2 separate regions of the Mus musculus genome follow, and region 2 is linked to region 1. Evidence: chromatin contacts called from public HiChIP or PLAC-seq data. All regions are on one chromosome and are shown on one strand. Each heading gives the region's core, a stretch centred on a gene start, on an enhancer-like site or on the middle of the called end of the contact. The rest is flanking DNA. Distances are from core to core; before and after follow the strand shown.

Evidence for each region. HiChIP or PLAC-seq counts read pairs in DNA pulled down with a chosen protein or histone mark.
Region 2: an HNF4G HiChIP or PLAC-seq map of pancreatic cancer cells shows a contact between it and region 1. The contact joins the promoter of Nhsl1 here to the enhancer-like site in region 1. A contact is called at or near these places in 2 of 39 promoter capture datasets (liver and macrophages), 17 of 484 Hi-C or Micro-C datasets (the AML12 cell line, the C3H10T1/2 cell line, the N1E-115 cell line and 9 more), 7 of 115 datasets of contacts at active chromatin or transcription factors (a colorectal cancer cell line, craniofacial prominence, embryonic stem cells and 2 more) and 3 of 9 other capture datasets (adipose tissue, embryonic stem cells and pancreatic islet).

What each region holds. Positions count from the first base shown.
Region 1 is chr10:18,320,729-18,327,342 of GRCm38.p6, forward strand. It overlaps a transcript of Nhsl1 not described here. Among named protein-coding and RNA genes, the nearest start is that of Nhsl1, 84 kb to the right of the region's middle. Within about 2 kb of position 3,158, at least 35 of the 459 cell types and tissues checked have an H3K27ac peak or open chromatin away from gene starts, as enhancers often do. A contact at or near this core is called in the AML12 cell line, the C3H10T1/2 cell line, a colorectal cancer cell line and 3 more, where this site is marked.
Region 2 is chr10:18,404,527-18,411,140 of GRCm38.p6, forward strand. It overlaps Nhsl1 (NHS-like 1), which reads left to right and starts at 3,149. Exons shown (of 7, transcript NM_173390.3): 1 at 3,149-3,988. The coding sequence starts at 3,787.

The DNA of each region.
Region 1 (6,614 bases), core at 1,908-4,407:
ATTCTGTAATTGCAGAACAAGGCCAATTACAATTTTAAGATAACCTGTAGAAAAATAAACAATATTCCTTGATGTTAAAACTCTTTCCTTGCTGGCTGGAGAGATGGCTCAGAGGTTAAGGACACTAGCTGCTCTCTTCTAGAGGGCCCTGGTTCAATTCCCAGCATCACCATTGCAGATCATGGCTCCCTGTAAGTCCAGTTGCTAGGGGATCCAACACCCCATACAGACATACACACAGGCAAAACACCAGCACATAAAGTAAAAATAAACTGAGGAAAGAGACCGCTTATTTTGCTAGTTTTGCTTTGCATTTGAATATATTTCCTCCTCTACCTCCTCCTTTTAGATGGAGACTCATATAGTCATGACTGGTCTTGAACTTGCTATATAGCTAAGGTGGGCCTTGAACTCCATATCATCTTGCCTCCAACTTCCAAGTGCTGCTACATGCAAATGACATCACCTCCTGCTCACTTTCCTTTCTTTGAATATGTGTATTCCAATAAACAATACTGCCCAGCAGCTCCCTGAATTCTCTCTAAAGTTGTTTTTGAAGCGACTGAAATAATTCTCTTCAAAGTTTTCACAGGCATGTCATTTCAAGTGGCTTTAATTTTATACCAGTAATCCTGGTTCATCATTTTCATATAATCATGAAAGCTTTTATCAAAAGTAATTATGCCTAGATCATAGGTGTGCATACAGAGAAAAAGATGAGTTATTAAACACATTATTAGGTTTGGTCCCATTTTTGCACGCAACTCTTTTTGTGTGCTAAGAGCCTATATATTCATATAATAAAAACCCTATATATTTATCCTATTTAGCATCTGCAGGATTCTTTTAAAGCAATGCCTTGTCTACCATAGTGGCTCATATCCACAGTCCCAGCATGTGGAAGGTGCCTAGCCTTGAACTCACAGTGCTAGGACTGAAGGTACCACTGTGCCTGACGTGTTGATCTTTTATAAGCAGGTCTTCAAAGTTACATCCTTCATTCATGAACCTTCGTATTGAGAATTGACTGTAAATTGACTAATTTCATGAACTCATAACCAGAGGAGTAGTCAAAGCCAAAAGACTTGAAGTGATTTGTCTAGGCTGAGGGCTGGCGCACAGACCTTTGATTGCCTCCCTTGCTGTCCATTGCTTATGTGTGTAGCTTCACTGTAGGAGTGTTTAGAGATAGGGATCGAAGTGTAGACACATGCTGGGAACTGTCAGAGGGCTGCCTGAGAACCTTAATTTCATCTCTCTGGTAAGATATACCTGTTAATGAGTCTCCAGCAGCACATGCACGAGAGGGGGCCAGGATCCAGTTCTTATTTCACTCATGACTGCCCATAACCACCACATGTAAGGTTGCACCACACGTACCGGTGGTAACCTGAAAAACAACACTTAGTCCTGTGGGCCAGTCCTACTGGTTTCAAGGATCACGAGGAATATTTCTTCAGGCTTGCCATCTTCCAAATATCATAGGTGGGGGGAGTCCTACAAAACCTGTCTTAAGTTAGCAAAAACACGTCCCTGTTTATCCATGTCTTGTGAGGACTCTGAGGCTATACCTGATGATCCCATGTTGTGGAAAGTGGTCCAGGATGGACTTTGTGATGGTTATTCTTGGTTGTCACTTTGACTACATCTGGAATTAACTTAAACTCAAGCTTCTGGGTACACCTGTGAAAGGTTTTTTTTGGTGGGAAGATCCACCTTTAATCTGGGCCACACTGTCTCGCGGCAGCCTATATAAAGGATGTGGAAGAAGGAAGCTCGTACTCTTGCCTGCTTGCGCTCACTCTTGCTGGCATGGCACGTTTCTTCACTGGCATTAAAGCCTACTTCTTTGGGATTCCAGTGTATACTGAAGACCAGCAGAGACATCTAGTCTCATGGACTGAACAACTACTGGATTCCTGGATTTTCTGTTGCTACACAGCTATTGTTGGAATAGCTGGAACACAGACTACAGGCCTCTCTAATAAATCATATATATGTGTGTGTATATATATATATATGTATATATATATATGTAGTCATGTATACACATATATGAAACACACACACGCATCCAGTAGTTGTTCAGTCCACAAGGCTGGATGTCTCAGCGGGTATCATATATATATGTATCTCTGTGTGTGTGTATGTATGTATGTATGTATGTACATCGATTCTGTCACTTGTTTCTCTAAGAGCCCTGACTAAGTGTACTGATCTTAAGTGTACTGCATTTACAGCGACTGAATGTGACTCTTTGACACATGCTTTCCTCAGCCAGACTGCAAGCTACTTGAGGTTAGGGATGGCAGCACATCTGTTATTATAGAGCTCAGTACAGTGACTGGATATTATCACATGTATACTATAACATTGTGTGTGTGTGTGTGTGTGTGTGTGTGTGTGTGTGTGTGTGCGCATGCGCATATACACTCTCGGATGTGCACACACCATGACACATGGAAGTCAGAGGAAACTTACTGAAGTGTTTTCTCCTTCCCCCTTGTGGGATCCAGGGGTCAACTCAAGCTGTCAGGGTTGGTGGCAAGTGCCTTTATCCACTGAATCATCTCACCGGACCTGTTTCTGTGCAAGTAGAACTTGATTAATTTTGCTGCTGACTAAATAAGGCTACATTGAAAATTGTGACAAGGGGCAGAAGTGTGAATAGCTGTGTCTGGGCTCTGTTAACAAGCAAGAGCCTTCGCTCTGCAGAGACGGGCAGATTCTCACTGGCATGGCTATGTTTGGTTTTTAAGGTCTGTGGGCGTGCTCCCTCACCCTCAGTACTTGGGATCTGACTAGGGCATATTAGGAAATGCTCTAATTTTAAATCTGAAGGTTGTCTATGGCCTTGACTCACATTATGGCCCAGGCAGCCTTTGAACTCAGTATTTTGCTTCTACCTCCAAGTAGCTAGAACTATAGACCCGTGGCTTGGCCTTACAGCTAATTTTATTGAGACACAATTCCTAGATCCAGCCATTCTCAGTGTAGGGGCCAGTGACTTCTAGTGTATTCAGACATGAGAAACATGACCACAGCCTATTTGCATGGCCCCCCACATCCCGGGAGTCAGTCTCCCTTTCTTCTTGACCTTCCTACCTCCAGGTCACTGGGAGTCTCCTTTCTGCCTCTGTGGATTTAACTGTTCTGAACATTCCAGACAAGTGGACTCATGCCGGCTGTGGGCTTTGTACTTCCTTTACCAAGCAAATGTTTCCCAGGCTCAGCATTCGCTGCTTTCCATGACTAACACTCACAAGCTCCTGTGAAGTGGGACTGTGGATTAAAAACCCATTGTTCAGATTTGTTTATCATTTCTGTTACTGATGTTTTGCCCGCATGTATGTCTGTGTGAGGGTGTCAGATCCCTTGGAACTGGAGTTACAGACAGTTGTGAGCTACCATGTGGGTCCTGGGAATTGAACTAGGGTCCTCTGGAAGAACAACCAGTACTCTTAACCTCTGAGCCACCCTTCCCCCTTTCTATTTTATTCCAAAACCAATAAAATAGAAAGGCTAGACTGCATTTTTAAGCCCAATTTATAGATCAAGAAATGAAAGTTCTAGGGCTAGTAAAAGGTGTTAGTAAGACAAGGTCTTGTGATTTCTGCTCTAAACTCTTTTTTTTTCCTAAAAGATTTATTTATTTATTTTATGTATATGAATATTACTGTAGCTGGCTTCAGACCACCGGAAGAGGGTATTGGATCCCATAACAAATGATTGTGGGCCACCATGTGGTTGCTAGGAATTGAACTTAGGACCTCTGGAAGAACAGTCAGTGCTCTTAACCTCTGAGCCATCTCTCCAAGTCCTACTCTAAATTCTTTTCAGTTTGTTTTAAAAGCACTTACTGGGACTTATTGGGACTGAGCATGTAGCTCAGTGGTAGGTTGCTTGCCCATCATGAGTGAAGAGAGACCTGGGTTTAGTCCCTTGCACTGCACGAAACTGAATGTAGTATCTCGTGTCTGAAATCCAGTCCTTGGGGACAGAGGAGAGAACAGCAGGACATGAAAGTCATTCTAGGCCACATGGTGAGTTTGAGGCTAGCCTGGGCTACCTGAGACCCCCGTCTTGACAACAATAGAGAACTTCCTGAGTAAATATGAAATCCTGCTGCCAACAGAGCATAGGAAAAGGCAATTTAAAATAATAGTTGTAGAAAGAATGCCCACCCCTTTAGATTCTAGAAGCATTGAGAGGGTTTGCTGTGCCGTCTAACCACAGGGCACCTTTTATACTATGGCATTTTTGTTGCAGTAAATCTCCCATCCCAAATATGCCCGGGCAATGAAAGCACAACACAGTTAATATGATTACATGCTGTGCGCCTAGATTGGGCAGATCTACCGCTACACTACCATCTTCCACAGCTTAGAACTTTCGGTTTCTCCAGGCCATGTGCTTCTGCTCCGCTTTTCTTCTTCCTCCTCCTCTGCATCCTCTCTCTTCCATTTTCTCCTTCTTCTCTCCCTCTCACCTTCTGCCCCACCTTCCCTTCTATCTGCCCAATCATCAGTTCTCCTCTAGTTTACAAATTAAGGTGGGAAGCAGGTTTCTGGAAATCACCTGAGTGCTGACTCATTCCTTGTCTGAGCCCCTCACGGGAGAACGGAATTAACATCAAATGTAATTAGCCCCAGGGCTATGTATCCCACCCGTGCACCCATATACAGTGGACCTAGTATGCTCTGTATAATGTTTAAGGTTGGATGAATGCTGTTGTAGACAGATGGCGAGGTGGGAGCAGCTCAGAACATGGCATGCACAAGGTTCTTTCTGCCTCTAGCAGTTGACTTCCCTTAGAAAAGGGTAGCTTATTGGCAGAAAGATTGTCTGGGCATTGTCTTTGCCCAACCAGGTCTTCAGACATTTGGTAGAGAGTGTGGGCTAACGCGTGAGAGGCGTGTTTTAGCTGATGAATGCATCATCAGCCTGCTCTTGAGAGACCGTCATCCTCTGACCTAACCAGCAGCTGGCTGATGTCAGAATGGATAGCTTTGCTTCTCCCTCAGAATGAATCTCTGCAGTGTGTGTGGCAGAGCCCTAAAGACGCAGTGGAGATGTGGGCTTTGCTGAGTTTCTAAGAACAGGCACTGGGCTCCTCTTCTGGCACAAGACTTGCTTTCATTGAAGCACACTGCGTACTAGAGAGGTGTTGAGAGTATGGACTGCACCCACCTTTACTCTCAGGAGAGTTCTTACATTTATTAACAGAAACCCACAGTGGCTGAGTGGGCAGATTGTACCATTGGGTTTGAACAGCCTGTGTGAGATCAAGCAATCGTTTTCTATGTGCCTGACCGTGAGAGTTGTCGGCATATGTCTGGTATGGTGATGCACACCTTTAATACTAACATTTGGGAGGCAGAGGCTGGCGAATCTCTGTGAGTTCAAAGCCAGCCTGGCCTACATAGTGAGTTCCAGGACAGCCAGGCCTATATATGAAGATCCTGCTTCATAAATAAATAAATAAATAAATAACCTGCTTAATAAATAAGTAAACCAACCAACCAAACAAACAAACAAGAATTGCCTGATTAGTGTAGTAACACATGTCTGGTTGGGGGAGTAGGTTATGTAGAGGCTGGAGGGTAAGGAATACTAGGTTAGACTGGGCTGCATAAGACTGTCAAAGAAGAAGGAGAGGAGGAAAAAGAGAAGGAAGAGGAGGAGGAGGAAGAAAGAAGAACAAGATCAACATTTTATTGATTAGTTTTTATTTGCAGTTTGAGGAAGAAACTCAGGGACTTCTTAATTACCTTCCCAGTTACTCACTAGTTAGCATGTGGCTGTGTGGATGTTCACAGGCTGAGGAGTCAGTCACTTACCAACAGATTAGGCAACTGAGTGTTTCAAGTTTGTGTGTATTCTGCCCACAGTGTATGCCTGCTTTCTTCCTCCTATGTAAAAGGAGCTGGTGGCATCATGGAACAAGACCTGTGTTTGAATGCATTTGCCATATGCTCAGATGAGTAAAAAGGTGCCTAGTTTTTGAATTAGGAGTGTGCAGCCTTTGATGTAAGACCATAGCCTACTCACTGACTATTGGCACACAATGCCTGGGAAGTATACAAAGCCTCCTACATTGAAGGAACGCAGTATTATAGAGGAAACATCTCACATTAATTAATTTCATCTGTATGGATTGTTTTAGGACAAGGAGTAGTTACTGAAGACACTGAGTTTTAGTTTTTAAGTGTGTGTGTGTGTGTGTGTGTGTGTGTGTGTGTGTAGGTGCACATGATGGCATCACCATGGAGACTAGAGGCATCAGATACTCAAGCCCACGTTATGGGCACTTGTGAGCCACCTGATGTGAAAGCTAAAAACTGAACCGTCTCTTAGCCCCTTGAAAAAAATTTTAATAAAGTGGAAATATTTCAGTTCCTTAATATTTTGGAAGATAATTGTAAAGCAGAAGAGTAAAGCATTATCTTCCGTTTGCTTTATTTAAGAATCTTTCAGGAAAAAGGGTTATTTTAATGTTTACTCACGGGTATGGTGTGTGTCCCACGTATATGTTGTACCTGCAGAGTCCATAAGAAGGCCTTAGATGCCCTGGACATAGGGTTACGCTGTACTGGCTAGTTTTGTGTCAACTT
Region 2 (6,614 bases), core at 1,899-4,398, 84 kb after region 1:
ATGTTATTTTTTAAATTATTCCTGAAATAATACATTTTTTCCTAGTATTGTTAGTAGTGATTGGCAAGTGACCCAAAAGGGGCAAGACGTAAAATAAAAGAGGTAATCAGTCACGAGCTGCATACAGACCCATCCTGGCATCATTATCCAGCCATCTGACCTTTGGGCTTCAGCCACACAAGTAAAGGGCAAGGGGGTGCGAGGGAGGCAGCTGCGACACAGCCTTGTATCAAAGCTGTGCATTTCATCCTGCGGGGCCTCAGACTCCCACTAAACATATAATTTCAGAGAGCTTGTTTATCTGTTTTCCTGGTGCGTGAAGCACAGCTGAGGCAGAGTGGTAGGGAGCAGTATTGATACACACACACACACACACACACACACACACACACACAAGGATGATGACGGCAGACCTTGCAGTGTGGCAGCCTGCTGCTGCTGGCAGGAGGGTACATGGGAAGACACAGCACAGTGAGTAGCAGAGTCAAATCTGTTCAGCAGGTCTGTCTAAAAGGTCTGAGAGGGTGAGGGATATGCTCTCAGAGCCTTTCATGGGGAGCGGGGAGGTGGGGGAGGGGTGGGGGAGGGGTGGTTAGATGATAACATTTTGCAATGCTGATGAAGATTCTGACTGGAGTTACTAGAGCAAGCCAGTGATACTCTAAGGTACCCTACTCCTCAATAGCAATATTATGAAGATTACCACACTGTGTACGTGTGAGTTGCGAGGTACCCAGTACCCATGGCTCTGGGTAAATAGTCCATTGATTAAGGTGTGTGTTCTTGGTCATTGCTAAATGAATGAGTGTGGTGGCTTCTGAGGCAGCCCACTTAGGCTCTTCTAAGATAGCTGGAACCCACCTGGAGCATGAAGAAAGCTGTGACCTCCGGGGCGGACGAGAACCATTGTATTTGCTGTTGGCCAGTAGCAACTTTGATCCAATTAATTAACAAATTAATGTTTGTGATTTTCTTTGTATTAGCAAATATTCAATCATCTAAGCCAGTGATTCTCAACCTTCCTAATACCACGACCCTTTAATGCATTTCCTCGTGTCGTGGTGACCTCCAACCATAAAATGATTTCATTGCTGCTTTATAACTTATTTTGCTACTATTATGAATCATAATGTAAATATCTGATATGCAGTATATCTGATATGTGACCCCAAGGAGGTTAAGACCCACAGATTGAAAACCACTGACCTAAGCCATAGATTAGGCAGTACATGGAGGATTGGTTAATCAATTCTGTTTTGTGGTTTGTAGGAACAGTTTTTAGAAATCCAGTTTGTGGGCTGGAGAGATAGTTCAGCAGTTAAGAGCACTGACTGATTGCTCTTCCAGAGGTCCTGAGTTCAATTCCCAGCAACTGCATGGTAGCTCACAACCATCTGTAACAGGATCTGATGCGCACTCTTCTACAGCTACAGTATACTCACATAAAATAAATATTTTTTTTTTTTAAAAAAAGAGTGAAATCCAGTTTGTTAGCATGCCTACATTTAGGGTAAAATTGTTTTTTTGGCAAATAATTTCAGCTTCTGTATAAATGTAAACAACTTTAAGGGACAGTCTTGAGTCTTGGCTCTGATAAGCCAGTTATTTCTCTTGGTTGCTCATAGTGAGTTTTCTCCTTGCTCCTCCGTTAGGTTCTGCCAGATGTGTGCAAGGCTGGGGCCATGTGAGGAGTACTGAGTCCAGTACTGGGTACTGGACTGGGTGCACTGAGACTGTGCACCCAGGCCAAGAGGATTCAGCTGTCTCAGGTGTATCAAGGTGTATCAGGCACAGCAAGGGGTTCATTATGAAGCTTAGATACCTTTAAATTATAAATGTGAATTACAGTGCAGCTATAAGGAAGGTGTGGACAGCAGGTTAGAGAGACTTGTGCACGTTGTTTGGTGCCCATGCACTCTTAGAGGGCAGGAGCTCTGTCTTGCTAAGTAGAAGGCTCGTTCACATTTTTTCTGAGGTGCTCTTAAAAACTCCTCATTTTTATATTTTTAATTCTTTTTACTTCTTGTTTTCTTGAGACTGGATGTCACCTAGCCCAGGCTGGCTGCTCTACATAGAGTGGAAGTCAGTTCTCTGCATTTACCTCTTCAATATCAGGAAGATGGGTGTGCACCACTGGGCCTGGCAGCTCTATCGTCTCTGCACTTGTAATAATGGTCAGTGTAGACACATCACTGAAAATTAAGAGCTGAGGTAGGTAGGACCAGCACACCCAGTAGCCGAGAACTTCAGACCCCGTGCTGTCTGCTTCCCATCCCTGACCACTGCTCTGGCATGGGGTATGTGTGGGCTTGAGTTCATCTGTCTGTAACCTGAGGCATTTAGGCATCATGGTCTCTTGAGAACCCTTTAGCTTTTCTGGCCTCATTAGTGCTGACGGCTGTTTTCTCAGTTGCCTCTTCAGTCCCAGTGTCTTCTTGTGTAGCATGAGAGTCTACTGTCTTGGGGACACTTTGCTCTGGAACTTCTTCAGCGAACGCCCCAGCCCTGGCATGCTTGAAGAACTCCGTCATTCCGTCTCAGAGAGTCAGGGTAGACTTGAGACACAAAGTTTGCCTTTAGAACTGTTTGTTCTCTGGAACAGGGTTTCCCTGTGTAGCTAGCCCTGGCTCTCCTGGAACTCACCTTGTAGACAAGGCTGCCCTTGATCTAGGAGTTCCTCCTGCCTCTACCTCCCCATATTCTGCCTGCTGGCTGCAGAAGGGGAGGCAGAAACAGGTGCACACATGGCTGCGTTTCACCTTTGCTGAAAGCAGGAAGTGAAGTGAAACTGCTTACCTTATCCTTAATCGCGGCATTCCTTAACCCGTGTCCCCACCCCCACCCCCGGAATTCGGGACTAGAAACCACATTAAAAGCGCTTCTGGTGATCACCCTTTTTCAGAAGTGGGTCCAGTAGTCAGCAATCAAAATCTTTTTTGTGATCTGCAGAGAGACGTCTACGTTCTGCACAGGCTTGCTTTTCCATTGCTTTGCAGGAGTTCAGAAGTTTGAGCTACCACTGAAGTACGGTCTGTGGAGGGGCGGGGCTCTCTGTCTCCAATGAGGTGCCTTCAGTGTCGGGCAAGCCTATCATCTTTCGCAGGAGTGCTTACTCTGTAATCCAAGCGATAGCCACGCAGCCTGTTTTATTGTTTGTGGAGTCCTGCGGCTAGGAGCGCTTCCCAGACGGGAAGGAGGGCAAGTGGGCGGTTTATGATTCTTCCCTGGGCCGGGACAACAGAGCCGAACCCTTTGATTTCTCCTGAGTAACCTGTGTGGGTGAACTTTAAACTAGGGGCCTGCTTGACGCTGGATCTTTTTCTGCAGGGTGAGGAGTTAGCTCCGGAAGCCTGGCTGTCTGCCTTAAGAGGGAAAGATGCCCTGGAGAGGCGTAGGATTACCTTTAGGGATGCTAGCCATGCAGCCAAGAGTCGGGGTACCTTGGCTCTTCTTCACAAAGTCTTGGCAAGTGTGTCTGAAATGACTGTACTGTTTATTTTTCTAAAGCTTGTACTTCTATTTATTATTATTTTTATTTTTGCCTGAGGACCTCCCGCCAGAAATTGGTGCTACAATGTGTCTAGAGTAAACCATTTTCTTAAAAAATTTATCTTTAATCCTTCATTTTCCTTTTAATCGGGCACGCAGAAGCACAAAGCCTGCCCGACTCTCAGCGTTAAGAGGGAAGGGGCAGGCCCCTTTCAAGGATCCCGGCCAATTCTAAAAAGCCAGCATTTTGTTTGTTGGGCTGCCCTTTGTCTCTAGAGGATTTTGATGTGAAAGAAGATGAAAAAGGACGGCTCCTCAGGTTCCTTCGGAATCAAGGCAAGCCCAGGCTCCCTCTCACGTGCTGTGAGTTGGATAAATTTCTCCTCCCTGTCCAGGCAGACAAAGAGGCTGTTCCGCAGTGATGGAGAGCTGTCCGTTTGTGGGCACCAGGTGGAAGCCGATGATGAGAACTGGATATACAGGACCCAGCCCAGAAAAGGTGACTTGATTTTATTCTTAATTTAAACATCTTTTTAAAAGTTTGCTCTATAGAATTCTTTGTTCCTGCCGGTGCTTTCCTGTCACGTCCTCTCCTGCTCCATCAGGAGTTCCTTATTTGTTTTTTTTTGTGCTGGAGCTAAGTACCATTCATTTGTTTACACGTCTGAAATAAAAACTGCTCCGCCAAGATCCAGCTTGAGACCGTGTAGCCTTCCCAGAAGGTTAAATAGCTGTTGTTTGCCGCAGGTGCTCTCCCCTCTTCCCCAGTCCATGCTCGCCTGTGACTTGGATAAGTCAGTAAGACGCTGTCACCCCAGATGGAATCATCTGGTCTGGGCCAAGTCATGAGCTCTTTCCAGTAAGTGCTCTGACAAAGCTTGAGGGTTTGTGTCTTTTTGCGGCGTTCTTCTGAGAAGATGAATGGGTTTGGTGAATGTGTGACTTAGACAGGTGTTGAGTGTGACACGGAGGAAAATGGACACAAGGGGTTTACCTTGGCCAAAAGAGTTTTGGATTTCTGTCAAGTTCCTTGTCAGACCAGCGCTGGTGTCTGTTCTCAGGATTAGCATGTTAGACCCCCTGGAAGGTGAGGAAGACTATAGTCCTGCTGGAGGACATGGGCACATCCTAGGCTTTTATAACACTCCCTATTTTCTATATAGACTTTCTAACGTCTGCCTATTAGGATGTCTGGTGTAGGGACTGAACTGTTTAGCTCTGAAATGGTTTCTTCATTGGATGTTGTCCAGAGTTCAGCAGGGAAGCACTCCTGTGTGTTACAAAGGAGCCTAGGCCAGACACTGTTCAGGACTGACTTGTTTACTGTGTTCTCCCTTTGCCAAGGGAAACCTTGCTAGAACATCTCAGGGACCTATTCTTTCTTCCCTCTCTTTTGGGAACCCAAACTGCAGAAATGTAAGAATTAACTAACCTGCATGCTCTGGGTACACGGTCACTCTGTGCACTCTGAGGATTAAAACACAGCTCTTTTACAAGGACAATGGATGTTAACTGGATTGTGTTTGTCTGTTGAACTGGCAGAGGAAGGGCTGGTTAATATTTTTTAAAGATGCCAGCTATTGTATCAAGGAGTTGGTTGGTTACCAGTGGTCTACTCATGCTGAGCTTTGAAACCTGGCTTTGAGTTCACACTGTGTAATTACCAGTATCAAAACAGGCATTTGCTTTCTGGATGAAGCTGGGTAGTTCACATCTGGGAACTACTTTTCTAAATCAGGAATAAGCTGTGGTTTTGGTTATGTTTGAACCAGACAAGTCTGTAGGGTGGACACCATGGTGCTGTGGTTACAAGGGGGTACACTCTTGACTCCCTTTAGCCTTTGCCAGAAGTTGCTTCTCAGAACGTACTTTGCTTCAAACCAAGTGCTATCAGGTTTCTGTTGGAGAGTGTCTACGTGTGACCATGTGGCTTTCTTTAGGACTTTCACTGTCCATGGTTCATGTAAGTTAACATTAAAGGGAGAGACTGAATTTGTATGCCTTAGGTTTAGTTGGAAAGTGAAGCAAGTAGTGTATACTTGACTTGTAGAAAATAAAGAAGTCATTGTGGAGGGCAAGGGCAAGTTCTAAAGGAAGGCAGGACTTGTTTATTTACAATACGTGCCTTTTATCCCTTCATGTAATAGGGCACTGTAGCCTCCTGTATCTAAATGGGGGCTTACTACAGCATGTACATTTATAGGTTCTTAGAAATAATTGCCCCAGAGTAAATATTATCATTTTGACATATGGAGTTAGGGGAAATCCGTAAAAAGCTGCCTGTACATTACAAATCACAGAATTGCATTGTTTCCATGTTTAGCTTACAGAAGACAAGTTGGCTCTCATCCTTGACAGACTGTCCTAGGGGCATGCTCTAACAGTTGGTCTTTATTCATCATAAGCCTTTCCTCTGGAGAAATGTAGATGTGACATTTGTTTATGCTAGTAGATCAAAAGAGGAACCATCTTTAAGGAAAATCATGCAAGGTTTGGGTTTTTATTCTGATGAATAGCAAAGAAGCTGAATCTGTACTACTTGAATTAGCAGCCACTGCGGTGGGTGACCACTAAGATAGGGTCACAGATGAAAAAGCACCTAAGACTTACTGGTATGATGGGAGTGTGCGGTGACTTCCATCTCTAACTCTCAGAACATGAATAGGCTTTTGATTGATAGATGTTTTTGAAAAGCTGTTGTCCTTTCCTCTTCCCTCTGTGCCTTCAGCCCTGACGGATGGAGATGGGCCAGTGGTCACTAGGAACATAAACCTTGCTTGTGCCCTGTAGGGACTGGGGAGCCTGGCTCTGCAGGTCCTTCTTTATGCTAGTTCCCAGCTGCTTCAAGGATAAACTGGCTGTAACTGTTGCCCATTGTTACCAGGTAACACTTCTTAAGAAGCCTAGCCAACTCACTGGATCCTTGGTGGATAGGAAGTTGAATAACACATCCATTCATTTTGCAAAGTAGCAGGCCCCTTTACTTGTATCTCTAGGCTGCTCAGTAACGCCACAATACAAGCTTTTACATGGTTACTTTGGGGGTGGGGGTGGGTGGGTACTTATTTACCTATTTCTTGAGACAGAGTATCTCTACATAGCCCTGGCTGTCCTGGAACTCATTA